Linked DNA regions of Mus musculus: region 1 is linked to region 2. The links are chromatin contacts, called in public HiChIP or PLAC-seq maps. All regions are on one chromosome and are shown on one strand. The core of a region is the stretch at or near the end of the contact, and the rest is flanking DNA. Distances in the headings are between cores, read along the strand shown. Region 1 holds the start of Dnttip2 (deoxynucleotidyltransferase, terminal, interacting protein 2). Region 2 overlaps Abca4 (ATP-binding cassette, sub-family A (ABC1), member 4).

Region 1 (6,183 bases), core at 2,441-4,940, 110 kb after region 2:
TAAAGTTGTGCCTGATTTGTAAATATTTTATCAAACGATGAGAAACTTGTCAGTAAGCAAGTCAGTACAGTGAAGGCATCTTCAAGTCTTACTCTGGGGCTGGGGAGATAGCTGCACAGACACCTCCCACACAAGCATGCGGATGGATGTGTGTGGCTCCCCAGCAGCCACGAAAAGCCAGGCATGGCAGTGGGGCAGGGAAGTGCTCTTCCCAGCCGTGGGAAGCAATCAGCTCTGCCAGTCAGCAAGCTTCAACTTCAAGATTCTATCTCAAAAATAAGGTGGCAGCTTGTATTAGAGAAGTATAGCCAGTGAAGACCTCTGGCCATGTGTGCGTGTATGGGCGTACAAGTCCATGAACACAGTTACACATACAAGAGGCTCGATGGTCTGTTGGGTAAGGTTGGAAAAGTAATGTAGAGGAGACTAAAGTTGTCAACAGCCCCACCACCACCACCCCCAGCCGCCAAATTTAGGCTATGGTTGTATGTCCATTACCAGAAAATTAAAATGTGTTTTGTTAGCATGTAAGTCAGATGTGTGTGTGTGTGCGCGCGTGTGTATGGTTTTGGTATGTTCACATTCCATTATTTTAAGATGGTTCATATCCTAATTATTACTGTGAGCTCTTTTCCCTTTTGCTCAATCTTGATTCTTGAACTGTGCTCAATAAATTGACCTTTCCCTTTATATTCTTAGTAATTTTTTTCACCAACATCTTGGGAGTAGTGTTATAGTTTGGACCTTCAATGCCCCACAAAGGGTCATGTATTGGTGACTTGGTCCTCAGCTGATGGTGTTGTAGGGATGTGGTAGAAACTTTTAAGAAGTAGGACCTAGTGGAAGTGAGGTCATTGGAATTCTTAAAGAGCAGTAGGGGCCCTGGCTCCTTTTCATATGCATCTCATCTTCCATGTGGTGAACCACCCTGCTGTCACATACTCCACCACGATGTTTTGCCTTGCCATCCGCCTAAAGAGACAGAGATAAGAGGCATGGACTACACACAGCCTTTGAACTATCAGCCTAAGTAAATATAGCTGACTAACATATGCAGTAACCTTTGTAGGTTCTGCTTGTCTGTAAATGTATTTCATATTCAGTATTTATTTGTAATGGTGCTGGAGATTGAACTCTGGGTTCTGCAATTGCAAGGCAGACACTTTCCCTCTGAGTCACATACAGAACCCACGCTCAAATGGTCATTTATATAACTCCCAGGTAGTTTTCCTCAGCATGTTTGTTTGTTTGTTTGTTTGTTTGTTTGTTTTTCAAGATAGGGTTTCTCTGTGTAGCCCTGGCTGGTCTGGAACTCACTTTGTAGACCAGGCTGGCCTCGAACTCAGAAATCCGCCTGCCTCTGCCTCCCAAGTACTGGGATTAAAGGCATGTGCTGCCACTGCCCGGCTCTCCACACCTGAAGAGAGTGCTCCATCTACTTCCAGAGAATGCATGTTCTTGCAGATGAACATCTGGATTTTTCTTCCTAGCAGCAATTTGTCCTCTCTCAATTTTTTTATTAACGTTTTCTGTTTATTTTAGTGTTAGTGGCATCATAACAAAGCAAGGAAATGAAAACTTTAAAGCTTCCTCACAAAAGCATTAATTCCAAAATAATATGCTGATGAACACAAATGAAAATTAAAACTGTTTCCGTGACTTCTTTTGTTCACTTGTTGATTGATTAAGACAGAGTTTCTCTGTGTAGCCCTGTCTATCCTAGAACTCACTATGTAGACCAAGCTGTCCTTGAACCCAGAGATCCACCTGCCTCTGCCTCTCAACCCCTGGGACTAAAGGTGTGCACCACCACCCTGCTATTTTGGCTTTTTAAAGAAAATACAAAAACAACAAAAAAAAAAAAAACCTTGCAAATATTTGAAACATAAAAAACTGAACAAAATTTTCTGAATTTGTGCTTCAAAAGATAGTGTGAAGATAATGAAAAGACAATTCCCAGAATAGGTAAAAATATTTAGAGACCCTATCTGATAAGGTCTTATATTCAGAATATGTAGAGATCTTACAATTTAGTAAGAATGCCTAATAAAGGGGGCTGGAGAGATGGCTCAGCAGTTAAGAGCACTGACTGCTCTTCCAGAGGTCCTGAGTTCAATTCCCAGCAACCACATGGTGGCTCACAACCATCTGTAATGAGATCTGATGCCTTCCCCCTCTTCTGGTGCGGCTGAAGACAACTACAGTGTACTGATATAAATAAATAAATAAATCTTTTTTTAAAATGCATAATAAAAATACATGGAAGATCAGTACCTCCCCCAGAAAGAACAAGATAGAAGAACCCTTTAAAGCCTAAACTGAAAAGTAACAGCCCGCACTTGTCATAGGGTTTTTCACTAAGCCCAGCCTGTCAAGAGCTTGAAGATTCTTGTCTTCAAGTTCCACAAATGCGCAGGAACTCGTTTTCTTGTTCTTCACTTTCTTGTTCTCTCACTCCTAAAGATAGGCTGTTTCCTCAGGGCACACAATGGCTGTGTGGAAACCAGAGACCACAGTTCTCCAGGAAAACAAAAACAAAAAAAAACCCTATTTTACTAAGTAAGCATGAGGCTAGTGTTTTAAGACAACATCTAACAATCAAAAGTTGGTTACTACGTATACCTGGCTCCAAGGAGAGCAATTTAATGTAGAAGTAATGTATCCATGGAAAGATAGGTTTTTAGGAAAAATTTTGTGTTAAAAAGTGAAGGAAAACGAACCCCCCCTTTTTTTTTTCTTGCTTCCAACACTAATTCCTTTACCCCCTCCTCGATTCCTTTGTAGCCTTTCAACATATTCTAGTTCTCCATCTTTCATCCAACAAAACAAAAACTAAAACACCTCAGCCAGGTGCTGTGGCCCATGGATCCCAACACTTGGGAGGCAGATGGATATCTGTGAGTTCAGGATCAGGCTGGTCTAAATAGTGAGTTCTAGGGCAGCCAGGGCCATGTAGAGAGATCTTGTCTCAAAACAAAAATCCTAAAACTCTTTTGATTCTGGCTAGTCTCTTACTTCCATTGTAAAAAAACAAAAAACTTTAATCCCCGTCCTTCACAACGTCTTTCACCTTTTTTATTTAAAAAAAAAAAAAAAAAAAAAAAAAAAAAAAAAAAAGGCGTACTTCAAATCCCGAGACATTTTAGTTAAATCCCACAGCTTTCTAATTATTCTCCGAAAACTTGGGTGCATTTAACATACATCCTTGTATCCCAATCAAATATCGGAATCTCATTTATTAAGTTATTAAAATACTGTTTTCTAAAAGGACTAAATAAAGTCTCCTTTGGCTTCCGTAAAGACTTACGCCAAAGATCTCACAATTACTGCACGGGGGTGGGGGGTGAGGGGGATGGAAAGCAGAGTAAATGATGCGACTTCCCATTTTGTGTTAAACGGCGAGGAGGTCCTCCTCGCTGAGGACCGCACAGCGGACGAGCTGGGAACTGGAGGCGGAGCTGCTTTTGCCCCCCCCCCCCCCCAACACACACACCCCACCCCCCCACCCCCCGCTGACCCGCACTAGTCCGATGGCGGAGACCGCTGGCCAGAACTGCAGTGGAGCCGGGGAAGGAACGATTCTCCCGAGCCGCGGTTTCCGCAGGGAAACCTAAGCGAGTTCCTGTTTCGACGCACTTCCGAAGCGTCGGAACAGAGGAAGCCGCGCTGGCTGCCGGGAATCCGGAGTCGGAAAGATGGTGGTCACCAGGTCCGGGCTCTCCCGGACCAGGCTCCAAGAAAGCTCCCAGCAGAAGGTGAGCTGGGTCTCAGGTTCTCCGGGTCTCCTCGCCGCTGAGCAGAGCGGCTCGGCAGGGCGGAGGAGAGCGACGAGGAACCGAGCGGGTCGCGCGTGGTACTGCGCCGGACTGGCTCGGACCTGGGGGTCTTTCAGGGCTCTTACGGGAGTTTCGGTAGCGTGCCCTGCGCAGGCGAGGCCTTTTAAGTTTACTGTTAGGACAGTACCGGGGAAAGTTAATGCCCGCCACCTCGACCAAGCCTGGTTTGGGGGATAGGAGGAGCACCGTTTTCACGTGGAGAGACTGGCATGGCCGAGCACTAACCCCTCCGGCAACTGAAGGGCGGCGGTGGCGTCACTCAGAGCCTCTGGTTGTCTTCTGGTGCTATGCTCTTTAGATTGTGTGGTAAGGGCTATAGAGCAGCCCTTTCCTGTTGTAGAAATCCAGGCAAGTATCGGATTACCTTACACACTCCTAAACACGTGCTCAATTAGTATTCAACTCCCCCCCCTCCCTGCGCTTCTATAAATGATTTAAAATTTACCTCCTCTTTCTTTAAGTAGAGAAAGTTTTTTTAGTTCTGCTTTCTGAAGCCTAGGATGAGGCAAGTAAAAGAAATATCTTATCGTGAGTTTGTCTTCGTTTTGTACCTTCTTGAGTTTTGTTCCTTAGGCCATGCCACCTTTACCCTTGTCCCTGCCCTATCTACACTATATTGTGTTTGTTTTGGTTTTCAGAGGTCTGCTCCTCGGAGAATTGGGACACATCTAGAAAGCACAAAGGAATCGGGATCCGATGGCAGCACAGCTGAATCGCAGCCTGCTGAGAAACAGCACTCACGCAGCAGCAGCAGAACCACAGGCCCAGCGGAGATCATTGTGCTTATTTCTGATGACGAGGCTTCTGAAACGGAGTCCCACACTTCTGGGGTTACTTCTGTGTTAGAGGACCAAGAGCCCATTGTAAGAGTAACTAGGAAACGGCAGATCGTAATTGCTTCCACCTCAAAGTCCACTGTTAGGAAAAGGCAGAAAGTAGCCCCTCAGCATGCATCTGCTGATGAAGTTGTTGTTTCTGAAGCAGAGTCTCATGTTTCAGGGGTTTCTATGGTTGTACCTTCCACAGAGAGAAGCAGCAGAAATAAGGCTAATTCTCAAAGAGATTCAAGCCAAGAATCACAGTCGGGAACTGTATCTGATGCTGAGTTGTCCTGCTCAGGCATTTCATCGTTAGAGATCTTGCCGAGAACAACAGCCAGGAATGTGAAGAAGAAATTACAGTTCCCAGCTGAGAAAAACGATACTAAGATTACACCAGGAAATAAAAAGCAAATTGTGGGTATGTCTGTGTGTTCAGAGGACTCAGATGCTACTCAGTTATCAGCAAGACCACTTTCTCAGAGAAATATGCCAAATGTTTCTGATAGTGAAACTTACAACAGTGACTTTGATGATTCCAGCCCCAGAAATTCAGGGAAAAAACTGACAGCCCAAAACCACCAAAATTTGCATATCCAAGAGGAAAAACGAGCCAATGTTGTGTCTCTTACAGAAGTTAGAAAGGAGAATTGTAAGAGTCTGGATGAAGAGGACCTCAAAATCACAGAGGAAAAAGTAATTAATGAGAAAGATTCCCAGCGGAGTCTTTCTGAAGCTCAAGACACCAGCCTTCAGCAGTCAGTGTCTCAGAATCATTCAAGCACCCCAAATAAAAAACCCACATTCCAGCTTTCAAGTCCAGATCGGAAGGCTCTAATGAAATCATTAGAGCACAAGTTTGCAGTTGTGAATGTAGAAAGGTGGAATGACAAGAGAGGGGGCAGCGGAAAAAAGAGTGACTTGGCACAGCTCGGTGGTGGTGGTGGTGGTGGTGATGACAACGAGCCCACGGGTGCAGGTATCAGTGATGACAAGAGCAGCCAAAGTGGTGTCCCTCTTGAATGTGATACCAAACCATGCAAGTCTGAACTCAGCATGACTCAGGATACTACGGACAGTCCTGTCTTATTATTTCTTAGCAGCGATGAAAGCCAGCAGTCTGACAGCAGTGAGAATGAAAGGGACACTTTGTGTTCTGTTGAAAACAATGGCCAAAAGGAGGCATCAGCTGAGGACCTGGAAGATGCCGCCTGTGACAGTGCACTGTTTGTAATTGACAAAACTCCTGGATTGAGTGCTGACAAAAACTTTTACCTAGAAGACAAGGCTCCGAGTGAAGTTGCTATTGAGGAAGAAAAAGAGGAAGAGGAGAAAGAGGAGGAAAATAGTGAAGAAGACTCATCAGACAGTGATGAGAATAAGGATGAGTCTAGTGACGAAGAAGACTTGCTCAGTAACACCAAGTCTAAGCTGTAAGTACTGCCTCGGAAAGGAAACTGGGGAGGCCATGCTGAGGCGCACAGCTGTGGCCGCAGCATGGCAAGTGTGCCCTTCCCTCAGCCTCCAAA
Region 2 (5,626 bases), core at 1,675-4,174:
TATGTATACAGAACTCAGTAGGCAGGGATAGATTCATTTTATTCCAGAACATAGACCATATCGTTTTTGTCCCTGGACATGTGTTTAATGTCTTCCTCTTGGTCATACATCTAGTCATCATTGATAACCAGTGACAGAACAGAGTTATCGTTTACAATCATTTTCCCTCATCAACTCCATAACACAATATTTAAGAATTTTCTGTTTTCAATAGACAGAAAATCTCCAAGCCAGTTTGGGCAGATCATCATGTACCAAGCACACTGTATTACTAACTCTTAATGGTCAGAGTATTAATTGTCATTAGGCGCAATAAAAATCTTCAGGCCAAAGCCACTGAAGTTATTATTCAATTTCTGCCATAATATCTTTTTAGAATTTATTTAGGTGTCTAATCTTGCTATTCTTTTATTCCTTGGCCATATGATATCACAATGGCCTAACATGAGCTAACTTTTCTAAGCAGGGGAGATCTTAATTTTTTTTTTATCATTTATCCTCCTTATTCTTTGTCCATCAGTATAAGCCCCTGTCTAGGGCAGAGGTAATTCCAGCCAACCTAACTTTGTTGCTGTATCTTTTCCTCAAGGGGCATACCATACACGGCCCTAATCTTAAATGGCATACAATTGCCTGAGTTTAACCTGATCTACTGCCAAATTTTCTAGCCCACCAAATCTTATTTACCTTTTAACGTTTACTGTGTCCTGATCATCTTGTTCCTAAGTACAGGGGCAGATGTTCCAAAAGTATCTTGGAGTTAGAGCCTTGTAAGGGGATCTCTGACATCTTTATTTGAGTCATAACCTTTAGGGTGTAATAAAGACCTTCAAGTAAGGTCAGATAAGGATATCTTGATAAAGACAGGAGAGATAATATGCTCAGGGTTTTCCCAGGGAAGCTTAGAAGCAGTTCTCCTGGGAGGAGGTCTAAATGATTCATAAGAAGTTTTTCATCAGCCGGGCAGTGGTGGCGCACACCTTTAATCCCAGCACTTGGGAGGCAGAGGCAGGTGGATTTCTGAGTTCAAGGCCAGCCTGGTCTACAAAGTGAGTTCCAGGACAGCCAGAGCTACACAGAGAAACCTTGTCTTGAAAAAACCAAACAAGAAAAAAAAGTTTTTCATCAACCCAATATCCCAAGTTGTACAAATGTTAGCGCCCTCCACCCCAGCATGCAACACGTGGAGATCATGGTTTAAAGTGGAATACAGCAAGGCAGCGATCACATTAATCAGCTCAGCTTTGCTGATCTTTGTCAGGAAGCTGAGCTGGCTTTATGACTTTTGCTGTTCCCATTAGACATGGCTGTGCCAGGCATGGCCTGCACAAAAACATGGCAACCCCAGCGAGTAAGACTGGTATACGGAATGGAAGGACTTCTAGGGAGCCATGGAATAGGAAGATGAAGTGGTATGGGATGAGTGCAGAGGGGCACAGAGTTGGGTCACGAAATACTCCTCATCTTGATGACTTGGGACCCAAGAGCAACATGAGATCCCTGGGGGTATTTTAACCAAGGCAGTGACATGACCTTGCCATGCTGGGAGGTGAGATAGGAGCCCATGCTGATGTGCAAAGAGACAACAGTGACCTGGATACAGATGGAGGCATTGGGAGATGATAGAGTAGAAAGGGCTTTAGACAAGACTTAGTAATATGTCAGACAAGGTCAGTAAGGAAGAAAGGAAAGACTGGAGCCCTAGGCTGGGCCTGGCTACCTTACGGTAGGCCTCTTGCATCCAAGGATAGCTAGGATACAGCATAACACACTTGTAGATGATGATGTCATGTATCAGTGCCAAAAGGCTGGACATTCTAGATGTAGGTAGTCAGAAAGATTTTCAGAGAAGGGTCTGTGCCTTGAAGGATGGGGAAGATTCTCTTGGCAGGGCAGGAGCAAGAGAACATGCTGAGGCCAGCAGGTGGGAATGGCCTGCATAGTGTAAGGACCAGGGTCAGGTGCCAGTGGTTGGCAAAGGAGTGAGTGTAACTTAAAAAAAAAGTACAGATGGCAAAGGCATAGAGGATCTGTCTGCAGGACAGAGATGCTTGAAGAGGTTAGACTTGGAACCTATGACTTGGACCAAGAAAGATTTGGAACGTGTGTTAATAAGATGCCAAAGCTATCTTGTCATCGCATTGGTAAGGAAGGCTGGAGAAAGAGGGAAGGTTGGTAGCTAATAACTCACCTACATTTCACTTGCCGTAGAGCAACGGTTTTAATAATATAAAGCTGGCTCCCAAGTCTTTCCTCAGGCACGACTCAGAGTTCATCTTCACACAACCTGAGACAGCCTTCTCTCCCGTTCATGTGGTTGAAGAAGACAACAAGGCTCAGAGAGATCCAGGGACAAGCATAGGTCAGGCATGAAGAGGCAGGACGGCAGCACAGAGAGGATTTCAACAGAAGCACTTGACCTGCCTGCCTAGTGTCCCTCCTGACAGGAACCATTTTTAGACTAGACTTAGAGAAAAGAAGTCCAGAGGAGTAAATGTGGGGGAACGGGAAGGATAGTTGGGCGAGAAGGACGGTGGCATGACGGTTACTGCACGCCCAGCACAATCCTGCCCATGCCCCTTCCTCTAGGATCGCTGAGCCTGCTAGAGAGCCCGTTTTTGATGAAGATGACGATGTGGCTGAAGAAAGACAAAGAGTTATGAGTGGGGGAAATAAAACCGACATCTTAAAGCTAAACGAACTAACCAAGGTGAGGAGCAGGTGTGGGCGGTATTTTCTTGGCATTACAAGCCGAGCACACAGGTGGCACAGGACCATCATGCTGTCCCATACAACCCCATACTGTCTTTGTATTGTCACTTGCCTCCTGGGAGCACCTATTTCCCATGACATTATCCCTGCTGTTCATTGTGGATACCACAGGGTCTCCAGAAGAGGTTCTCCAACTGAGCCCTGGCCTCTGCTCTCTGCTGTTCCGTTTGCACATGGCATGATTCACCCTCCACACCTCTCTGTGCCGTGGCTCCTCTTCCAATGCTGTGTTAATGTGTAGCCTCCTGGTGTTTGTGGTTTTCTTCCAAGTCACTCTGTGCTGTCCTTTGCTCTCACTCCTCTGCCCTGCCCTACCCTATTCACTCACTGCTCTACCCCTGTCTTGGTCTTGAACCCAGTCTCTTTGAATTTTACAGGTTTACTCAGGCTCTTCCAGTCCAGCAGTAGATCGGTTATGTGTTGGAGTTCGACCTGGAGAGGTGGGTACCGTACTAACTAACATGAAATAGCTCTTGAGAAAAATCAGCCCTCCACCATGAGTCTTCTCCCTCTGACCAGAGCTTGACAGTAGAAATCTAATGAAAGTCAAACTTTCTAGTAGATAAGGTGTGTGTGTGTGGGGGGGTTAAGTTTACTATTTTTATTTCACACAATAGATCTAAAACAAAATTTTGATGTGTAGTTAATGTACAGCTCTCTTAGTCAGGGTTTCTATTTCTGCACAAAACATCATGACCAAGAAGCAAGTTGGGGAGGAAAGGGTTTATTCAGCTTACACTTCCATACTGCTGTTCATCACCAAGGAAGTCAGGACTGGAACTCAAGCAGATCAGGAAGCAGGAGCTGATGCAGAGGCCATGGAGGGATGTCACTTACTGGCTTGCTTCCCCTGGCTTGCTCAGCTTGCTTTTTTATAGAACCCAAGACTACCAGCCCAGGGATGGCACCAACCACAGTGGGCCCTGCCTCCCTTGATCACTAATTGAGAAAATGCCTTATAGCTGGATCTCATGGAGGCATTTCCTTAAGGGAGGCTCCTTTCTCTGTGATAACTCTAGCCTGTGTCAAGTTGACACACAAAACCAGCCAGTGCAAAAACATTACTGAGATATTTTTCATTTTTCTTTTTTGTCCTTGTTGTAAGTCTTCAAAGCCAGTGTGTTCCACGTTTAGTGCCCATGTTGGTTAGGATTAGATGTGTTTCATGTTGGTAGCCACACATGACCAATAATCTCAGTAATGGCACCCAGGTATGAGTATCCCAGCTCTCACACTGGCCTGGGGTCTGGCAATGAAGATGTCCTTGGTCACTAGGGCAACACCTGTTCTCTGTTTTCTCCTAGTGCTTTGGCCTCCTGGGAGTGAATGGTGCAGGCAAAACCACCACATTCAAGATGCTCACTGGGGACACCACAGTGACATCGGGGGATGCTACTGTGGCAGGCAAGAGGTGAGTGCTCTGCCCTTCCTGTTGTACGGTGTCCCCCATAGGCCATGTCCTTGTCCTAGCATGTGGAAAGCCATCCAGTGTCATATGCCAGTATAACTCCGAGACCTAGAAAGATCTATGCAGAGAAGGGGGCCTCCCATAGAATGTGATTCAACAACACACAAGACATAGATACACTGGAAAAGCCAGACTAAAATGTAATGGTTGGGAGTGTGCTCTTAGCATGAATTCCTAGAAAGTTCTAGAAAACACTAAGTCAGTGGTTCTTCATCTCTTTGGGCTATAGGCTCCTTTGAGCAACTGCTGGACACTGTACCTTCTCCCTCTATAAGGATATTCCACACCCTCCCTTTCACTCCCTCCTGACAGCTTACAAAGCTTTGAGGGATGTACTGAGCCCAGGGGTGCATCTGTGATCCCACTGCAGCCTCTGGATCCCAGGCTAAGAGCTCCTAGGTTGATACATCCTTTCTCTGGGTTGAGTTTCTCTCAATGGAGGTCCTCATCTAAGGGACTTCAGGAGACCCCCATCATCATTAGCCATTTGCATGCCAATCCTTTTTCCCATCAGACCAAGGAAAGCTGGCAAAGAGAAAGTTGGCCTGTGTTTTTGGCTTCTGGAGAGTGGCTATTGGCCTCTATAATAATGTGAGCTTAAGCAGATCTCTACTCTGTGCGGTAGGGCATGTGGGTCCGTGCTCCACCCTACCGCTGGGGTGCTGGGCAGCTCTGCTAGACTGCATTTACCCTGTGCCTCCACTGTTGGGTGCTGGGCTTTATCAAAGTGCCAAGACATCTCTCAGGGTGTGGGAAAACAGCCAAGGATGTGGGAGGCCAAAGCTGGGGTTCCCAGGTTTCTAGGCATCCAGTCACAGCTGGGGTGCCACACAGAGAAGAAGGGAACAAAGTGTTGTGTGTTGTGTCGACAACCCATGACAAGGCCGGGACCAGAGGCTACAAACTCCTGGACATCCAGGCTCCCGCTAGGTTGTGTGGAATTGGGAATGAGCTGGGGGGCGGGGGGCATGGGATGAGCGCTATGATGACAAGCCCGGGGCCAGGGGAGTGGAAACTCTGGCTTAGTTCATCAGCAAAAGTCTTTAGGATGGTTGTCTGGGAGCACAGAGAGGCCTTCTGCAGGTGACTCAGCCATCAAAGGCATTCTCCCTGCTTCTCACTGCAGTTCTGCTCACTGTGGAGAAAGGATACATACCAACAGCTCAGGGTGGACCAGGTATTAAATACTTCTTGCTGGAAGGAATGTCTGGGAAGGGAAGCTTATTGGCTAAACCTTCAGGGCCTCATTATCCTACAGAACTCTGTTTCTGGCTACATGACCACAGGTCACATTTCCTATGTGAGAAGTGTGGCATGTGTTCCAGGCCAGGAATCTAGTAGGGAGCAGGGAGCTGCCTACTATTCCAGGTGGGTGCCGGGTCTCTG

What was found. HiChIP or PLAC-seq counts read pairs in DNA pulled down with a chosen protein or histone mark.
Region 1: a contact with region 2 is called in an HNF4G HiChIP or PLAC-seq map of pancreatic cancer cells. The contact joins the promoter of Dnttip2 here to the enhancer-like site in region 2. A contact is called at or near these places in 5 of 39 promoter capture datasets (the 3T3-L1 cell line, liver, macrophages and 1 more), 1 of 15 datasets of contacts at CTCF or cohesin (the NIH/3T3 cell line), 48 of 484 Hi-C or Micro-C datasets (the AML12 cell line, B cells, the BV-2 cell line and 29 more), 10 of 115 datasets of contacts at active chromatin or transcription factors (DN3 thymocytes, the HPC-7 cell line, acute myeloid leukemia and 6 more) and 4 of 9 other capture datasets (adipose tissue, embryonic stem cells, liver and 1 more).

What each region holds. Positions count from the first base shown.
Region 1 is chr3:122,270,724-122,276,906 of GRCm38.p6, forward strand. Dnttip2 (deoxynucleotidyltransferase, terminal, interacting protein 2) reads left to right here and starts at 3,691. Exons shown (of 7, transcript NM_153806.1): 1 at 3,691-3,755; 2 at 4,475-6,087. The coding sequence starts at 3,696.
Region 2 is chr3:122,159,712-122,165,337 of GRCm38.p6, forward strand. Abca4 (ATP-binding cassette, sub-family A (ABC1), member 4) reads left to right here. Exons shown (of 50, transcript NM_007378.1): 41 at 2,590-2,710; 42 at 3,150-3,212; 43 at 4,077-4,183. Among named protein-coding and RNA genes, the nearest start is that of Gm40138, 36 kb to the left of the region's middle. Within about 2 kb of position 2,925, at least 5 of the 459 cell types and tissues checked have an H3K27ac peak or open chromatin away from gene starts, as enhancers often do. A contact at or near this core is called in pancreatic cancer cells, where this site is marked.